Linked DNA regions of Sus scrofa: region 2 is linked to region 1. The links are chromatin contacts, called in public HiChIP or PLAC-seq maps. All regions are on one chromosome and are shown on one strand. Each heading gives the region's core, a stretch centred on a gene start, on an enhancer-like site or on the middle of the called end of the contact. The rest is flanking DNA. Distances are from core to core; before and after follow the strand shown. Region 1 overlaps LOC102163604 (a long non-coding RNA gene). Region 2 overlaps PAMR1 (peptidase domain containing associated with muscle regeneration 1).

Region 1 (3,376 bases), core at 25-2,524:
ATATGGCTCAGTGGTTAAGAATCCAACCAATATCCATGAGGATGTGGGTTCAATCCCTGGCCTCACTCAGCGAGTTAAGGATCCCTGCCCTAAGCTGCATGTAGGTCACCGATGCAGCCCAGATCTAGCATTGCAGTGGCTGTGCCTAGGCTGGCAGCTGCAGCTCCAATTCCAACCCTAGCCTGGGAACTTCTTAGGGCTGCACCTGCAAAAAAAAAAAAAAAAAAAGGTTCTCCCTCCTTGGTATCAACCAGGAAATACTACTAAGAAATCTCCTTTTCTTTCTTCCTTAAGTAGTTATAAAAAGGGCAGAACCACAGAAATATGAACACTGAAGGAAGAAGGAAGTTGTGCAAAGGTCAACATCATGCAGGTGAGAAAATGTTTAGGAACTGCCAAATGCAAGTCATGGAAGTCAGCAGTTACGGGAGCAAAATAATTCTTGTAAAAGTCCAACCACTGGCAAACTTTCAAAATGACAGGTAGCCAGTGTCTTCTAGATGAAAATATTTCTTATATGTCGTAAAAACTCTCACTTCTGATAACATCTCAGTTTATGGAACAAAATAATGAAGAGCCTTCTGAACCACACTGGACTCACTTCCTGAAAAATCTGTCAGCACCAGACCACAGAGCTTGACAAATGACTATGACACACAGTGCCCACTATGTTTGGAGAACTGGTGTGTGTGGGAAAGACCCAAATATCGGTTCCTCCTGTCACTGCCTTTGGACCTGAAAAGCACCGGAAGAGGGAAGTGGGAAGGCAGGACTGGTGGGGGGGGGGGGGGCTAAACGTCGCCAGATGCAGGGGAAAATGTGGCTTCTGTGAAGAACCCGTTTTCTTTTTCCAAAACCAAGGCAGGAATGGAGAGCACAGGCCTCTGAGTTGGGAACGGCCAGACGGGAGTGCTCGCTCGGCCCTGGCCCTCCCTCCTCCTCAGGATCGGGCGCGGACCCCAGGGGACGAGGCTCCACGGACGTCCTCGGCTACGGGGAACAGGCGGTAAGCTCTCCACGAAAATGTTTCCCCCCTTTCTCGTGCCACACTGGTGATGAGGGTTATTGTGAGAAAAGGTGGCGAGACGGCACGTGTGCTGTTTCCGTCCTTTGTTTATACGTATAAACCAGTTTAGGCAAAAAGGAGTCTTTGGTTCAGATGTCAGGGGACAGCAGTTATCAGGTGCAAATATCCCTTTTCTCGTCCTTCCTGGTACACGGCTTCACTATCGGAGCCGAGAGGCAGGAGGCGGTCTTCACCGCCAATTCCAGCAGAAAACGTCACAGGAAAAGACTCAGACTGGCCCAGTTTAAGTCAGGTGCAGTCCTGGGACAGTCTCTGTGGGACACGAACATCGATCAGGATTGAGCCACGTACGCAGCCCTGTAGGTTGGTAGGTGGACGGTGCTGGGCAACCTCACCACTGAGATCTACCGTAAAGTTATTTCTTTTCCTTCCTTCATCTTTTTAGTTTGGGCCACACCCGCCGCACATGGAGGTTCCCAGGCTAGGGGTAGAATCAGAGCTGCAGCTGCCGGCCTACGCCACAGCCACAGCAAGGTGGGAGCTGAACCAAGTCTGCAACCTCTGCTGCAGCTTGTGGCAATGCTAGATCCTTATCAGCCCATCAAGCAGGGCCGGGGATCGAACCCGCATCTTCACGGGTACTAGTCAAGTTTGCTGCTCCCTAACAGTTATTTCTTGAATGCCCTCTGTATGTCATGAATCCAGATGGTTCTGGCTAAAGGAATGTCCAGCTGTCCAGACACCGGGCTTCCTGCTTCACGCAGTTTCTGATGGATCCCATGGGAAGCCCAGCGTATTGGCACTTGGCGGTCTCTATCTCTGGGTCACAGGGAGTGGAAGGAAAGGAGGAAGATGAATTCATGACAAGGCTGAACTCAACCTGAGCATGAGGCTGAGGGTTCTCGACCTGGTGCCAATGGGCTGGCCTCCAGGGTCCACACACACTAATCCTTGAACATGAAAAATCGAGTGTCCTTTCCTATAGAAAGGATCCACAGCTTCCATCAGTTCCTCAATGGGTGTGGCCCCAGAAGGGTTAAGAAACACCATTTGAACAGAAGGTGGCTCAGCTTCCAGGAGATGGCAGACAAAGAGGAGCTCAGGATTTTTTTTTTCTTGACTTCTCTAGTGTTTCACGGGGGCCGGGTAGAGGGGGGAGCTGGAGGGTGGGGTGGGCAGGAAGAAGATTGCTCATCTCTGCCTCAGTTCCAGTATTTTCCAAACAGAGCTGGAGTCACAGCTCCGTTGTGGTAGAAAAAGCTAGAGAAATCTGGGCCCAAGTCCTAATGAGGCCATTTACTAGCAGGTGACCTCATCTCGATGTGCTGATTTCCTCATCGATAAAGGGACGATAATAACATTCACTGTCACAGGAACCCTGGGACAGTAGATGACACAATGAATGCAGACAGCTTTCTGCTCTCCTTCCATTACTAACCGAAGCTCACATTACTGAGCCCTTCCTGTTGGCCACAGCAGCGCTAAGTGCTTTTAGGTACGTTCTATCATTTCATCTTCACAAAAGCTCTGCAGAGTAGATACTATAATCATTCCCATTTAATTAAAAGAAAGACTGGGAGCGGGCAGGCATTGAGTGCATCCTCTTAACCTGCAGCCCTACCTCCTCCATCCGCCCTCCCACCCCATCTGCACACACATATGCCCCCCCCCCACCAGAGAAGCTGCAAAAACAAAGGGCTCAGAGAGCAGACCTTTAAGAAGGAGGCAGCGCTGGCCTAAGGCAACGACTCAGACTAAGGACAGATGTGGGACCAGAGGCACGAAGTTGTTAGAACCGTTGTTTATTTCCAGTCACTCCCACTTCTTCACCCTGACTGGCTGCCTTACACCCAGGAAGGGCCCTCTGGCTCCATGAAGAAGGGGATCAGCTCCCACGTGAGACTTCCTACGCCGCAGGGTGGCGCAGCCGGGATGAGGGAGCGTGAAGGCTGGGGACCAGGGTGGGACGGCACGCTGCAGCAGGTAAGTTTGAGTGGCCCTGCCCTGCGGGATCTGCCTGGCTTCGCTGATAGAGAAGCAGGCTGGCATCAGCCACCTGACTCCCCAGAGGTCTTCAGAGCTGGAAACGAGCTCCACAATTTGGGCCTGAATTTTCCAATCAGCCAGCCAGAGGCAGCTGACCAAGCAAGGTCCTTCTCCCCGCCATGCTGGGAGTCAGGTACCACACAGGGCCCTGGAGGAGAGCAGCTTATGCTCACCAACTTCGGGAAGAGGGGGAAAAAGTGAGAACATCCATGTAGGGGCCTGGCTGCCTCTGGTCCGACTGTGCCTTCTGGGTGGCAGCCTCCTTTGTCCCCACTGGTGCCTGTGGCGGTGGCTACCATGTGC
Region 2 (3,438 bases), core at 678-3,177, 690 kb before region 1:
GAAAATCAAAGAACTTTTTCTAAAGGAATTCTGAGGGGAAGGGAAGGCTCACAGAATTCTAGGTTTAGGGAGGAGGTGAACAAGTCTGCTGCTTAGGGGGAAAAAGGCCAGGACATCCTCCAGCTTCAATGGCTGCTGGAGTTGAGCAAATGTTACTTTGTCTTCCACCTTTAAGAGAAAAGCATTATAAAGCTGAAAATGACTTATTCTGTCAGTGCTTCCCAGGAAATAAGCACAAATTATGCACCAAGAACTCAGAGAGCACTGCCCTAGGATCAGCCAAGGTACCAACAGGTCAAGAGCATGCCTGTAATCACACAGCAAAACTAAACTTACAGAGTTTGGGGCACCGCAGACATTCATCCATCTCTAACTCTTCCATTAGATAAAATATCTATTTTTTTCTTTACCAAACACTCCCTATTTTAATATAAAAATTCTTTGTGAAAGCTTCAAAACATAAGATCATTCGTAGAGGAATAAAAAGTATTCAGAAATAATCTTCACATTCTATTGTTTATCCTTCTATTGTCATCATTTAATGGACATATATATCCACATATAGAAACTGAAAGATGTGTACCCAATGTTCTTACCTCTCAAAACTGGTAACTTCTTATGGCTGTGTTGTGTGTGTGTGTTTTCTTTTTTAGAAACTGCTTATTTTCTTTATTTCAGTCATGGACATTTTCTCTTGACCTTGAGTAGTCTGCAAAAGTGATTTTAAATTGCTGCATCATTATCCTGTGTGTGCACAAGCATTTCTCTTCCTTCTTTTTTTACTCAGGGTAAACCAGTATCAAGAGAGTTGCAAAGTGCTTTGGTATCATAAGCTTTGCCCAAGCCCTTCTGTGGGTGCCATGCTTGGAGCAGCCATCCTGGTATCTCCTGCACAGAGTAGAGATTCAGTTATACAAAAAGAGGTCAATCCAGCTCTGGTTTTTTCAGAATTCAGGTTGGAAAATGGAAGACATTTAACCTCTCAGTCCTGCTTTATCCATGCAAATACCAAGGCAATGAAAACAATGCTGATACACTGGCATGGGTTCCGCTTTCATAGATGGCGTGAACAAACGAATGAGTGAAAGAAAGCTGGCCGTCACCATTGCCACCAGCACTATTTTGCACAGTCCCTTATCAACGTGACAGCCTGCTTTAAGCTCTCCAGTGCTAGTGTATTTTCACTGCCAACAAGATGGAGAACACTTAAGCCCTCAAACAGCAGGGGCTTGACTCACACAATGGCAGAGGGAGCAATTGCGTCCCCTTAGTGCTGTCTCAGAGGGCCACATTTTCAACACTAGTTTTTGTGGGGTTTTTTTTTTTTTTTTTTTTCATTTTTAGGGCCACACCCACAGCATATGGAGGTTCCCAGGCTAGGTGTGGAATTGATAACCAAGGGCCTACACCACAGCCACAGCAACACTAGATCCAAGCCAGCCTCGTCTGTGACCTACACCACAACTCATGGCAACACCAGATCCTTAACCCACTGAGTGAGGCCAGGGATCGAACCTGAGTCCTCATGGATACTAGTCAGATTCATCTCCACTGAGCCACGATGGGAACTCCTCAACACTAGGGTTTAAGGAACTAATGTTGACATAGTGGCTACTGAGGTCAAACTGAAAAAAGTCAGAAAATTGTGGATGAAAACATGAGTCAGTCTGTTCCCTGTAGGATGGAAATATCAGTTGTCAGACCACAGGCCCAGGCTGAGGTCATCCCAGGAGGTAGCAAAGAAAAGTGCTTTTATCACGGCTCACTCCTCCTTGATGTTAGAATCTGCCTTTGTATCCAGCAAAGAACCCACAGCCCTCCCATCTACCCACCTTTAATGACAATTTCTCCTGAGAAGTTTTACTCTCTTCTGTATTTTACAAACCTCCGGAGACCAGAGGAAGAAAAAAAGAAGAAGTAGGAAGCAGAGAGATCTACAACGAGGCAGCTCGGGCTCTGCTCCTGTCCACACGCGCCGACCCCCACTGCCGCTACTATCTGAACTCCCCATGTTCACTTCTAATGCACAACATTCCTAACTGCCTGAGGGTCTGACTGCCTGCTCGGCGAGGCTGATGACAGATGCCAGGCAGGCAAATCCCAGGCAGAAATGCTGTGAGGCAGAGTGACGTGATGGAACAGTTACTGGGGCCCTTGGTGACGCAATACATCCTCCTGAGCCTTTGAGAACCATCCCGTCACCGAGTGACCCTCCGTCCCAGCCTGGCTGGACTTCCAACCTCAGCAACCTCCTTCTTCCCCTTCTCACAGCTCCTCCTGTTAATGATAGCTGGAAAGTTGATGCCTTCATCAGTCCCTTTTGGGTATCAGGAGTGATAAAACTTTCAATGGATTCCCTAGAAATCTAGTTTGTAGGCACTAGGACACTGGAGAGGGGGAGGGAGGCAAAAATCCGTTTGTCATTTCCTTCCCCTCTTCATCCTTTACTGAGGACACGGCTCCTCACTGTCACTCCTCATTCATTCTCCTCTCTCCCCGGGTCCCAGCCCCCATGGGAAGGTAGCTGAGCCTTTAAAACATACCAGCGCATTGAAGACTCATGATGACCCTTCATTTAACAGATGAGGAAACAGAAGAACAGAGAGGGTCACTAAATGGCCCCAGGTAGCACAGCACTCGGGTGAAAGAAGAAAGATCACAAGCCAGCTCTTTCTGGGGCCACCATCTGGTTCCTTTCCAACACAATCCTTTGATTCTAAAGAGTTCACGCTTCTGACTTTAGAGATGAAGAATGCAGCATTGGTGAAGCAGACACACCTGGGAGTCAGACCACCCAGATTTTAAACCTCAATCTGTCCCGCTTTTATGGGGCTGGACAATCATAGAAAAGACACCGTGCTGTGGCATTTCTCCTAAACCTCAAAAGAATGGAGGTACGTTGATGGGGTTGTTGCTATCACTGCAGGTAAACAGGCAATGAGCATAAAGGGCTTTGGAAGGAAAAGTGCATGTTGGTCAAGATATTACCGTTATTCTCTGTAAAATAAAAAACCATCACGTATGTGGCTGAGATAGAGATGCTAAGGGAGCAAAGGGCTTGAGTCATAATATCTCCTCCGGAGGCCCGTACATACGTGGCATTTTCAAGCAGTCTGTCCTTATTTATATCATAGCATTCTGGGTCTCTCCCCCTTGCTTCTAGATTGCCTTGTCTCTTTTTTCTAATACCTCCCTCTTCAGACACCTATTTAAATAGAACATACCTCACCTCCCGCTGCTTCTCTTCTAGAAATAGACTTTCTACATCTATAGTCAAAGGAAACAAAACCCAAACGCTAGCATCTTGGGAGAGCCCCCCAGTTGCTCTTATCCTCGACAACTGTGGTGCTAGAAATCCTTGAAGGACAGCTGCTTCTGGGTTATTTCAAACATTGGCATATGAGCTGAAGAGATCTTATTATTTTTTTTTATTAGCAT

The links. HiChIP or PLAC-seq counts read pairs in DNA pulled down with a chosen protein or histone mark.
Region 2: a contact with region 1 is called in an H3K27ac HiChIP or PLAC-seq map of alveolar macrophages. The contact joins two enhancer-like sites. A contact is called at or near these places in 2 of 47 Hi-C or Micro-C datasets (embryonic fibroblasts and heart right ventricle) and 1 of 2 datasets of contacts at active chromatin or transcription factors (alveolar macrophages).

What each region holds. Positions count from the first base shown.
Region 1 is chr2:24,838,274-24,841,649 of Sscrofa11.1, reverse strand. LOC102163604 (a long non-coding RNA gene) reads left to right here. Exons shown (of 7, transcript XR_002341511.1): 4 at 298-373; 5 at 862-1,006; 6 at 1,733-2,522. COMMD9 (COMM domain-containing protein 9) reads right to left here. Exons shown (of 8, transcript XM_013990158.2): 8 at 2,814-3,376. Among named protein-coding and RNA genes, the nearest start is that of COMMD9, 21 kb to the right of the region's middle. Within about 2 kb of position 1,274, at least 6 of the 83 cell types and tissues checked have an H3K27ac peak or open chromatin away from gene starts, as enhancers often do. A contact at or near this core is called in alveolar macrophages, where this site is marked.
Region 2 is chr2:25,525,155-25,528,592 of Sscrofa11.1, reverse strand. All of the region lies in intron 1 of PAMR1 (peptidase domain containing associated with muscle regeneration 1), which reads right to left. Among named protein-coding and RNA genes, the nearest start is that of PAMR1, 12 kb to the right of the region's middle. Within about 2 kb of position 1,927, at least 5 of the 83 cell types and tissues checked have an H3K27ac peak or open chromatin away from gene starts, as enhancers often do. A contact at or near this core is called in alveolar macrophages, where this site is marked.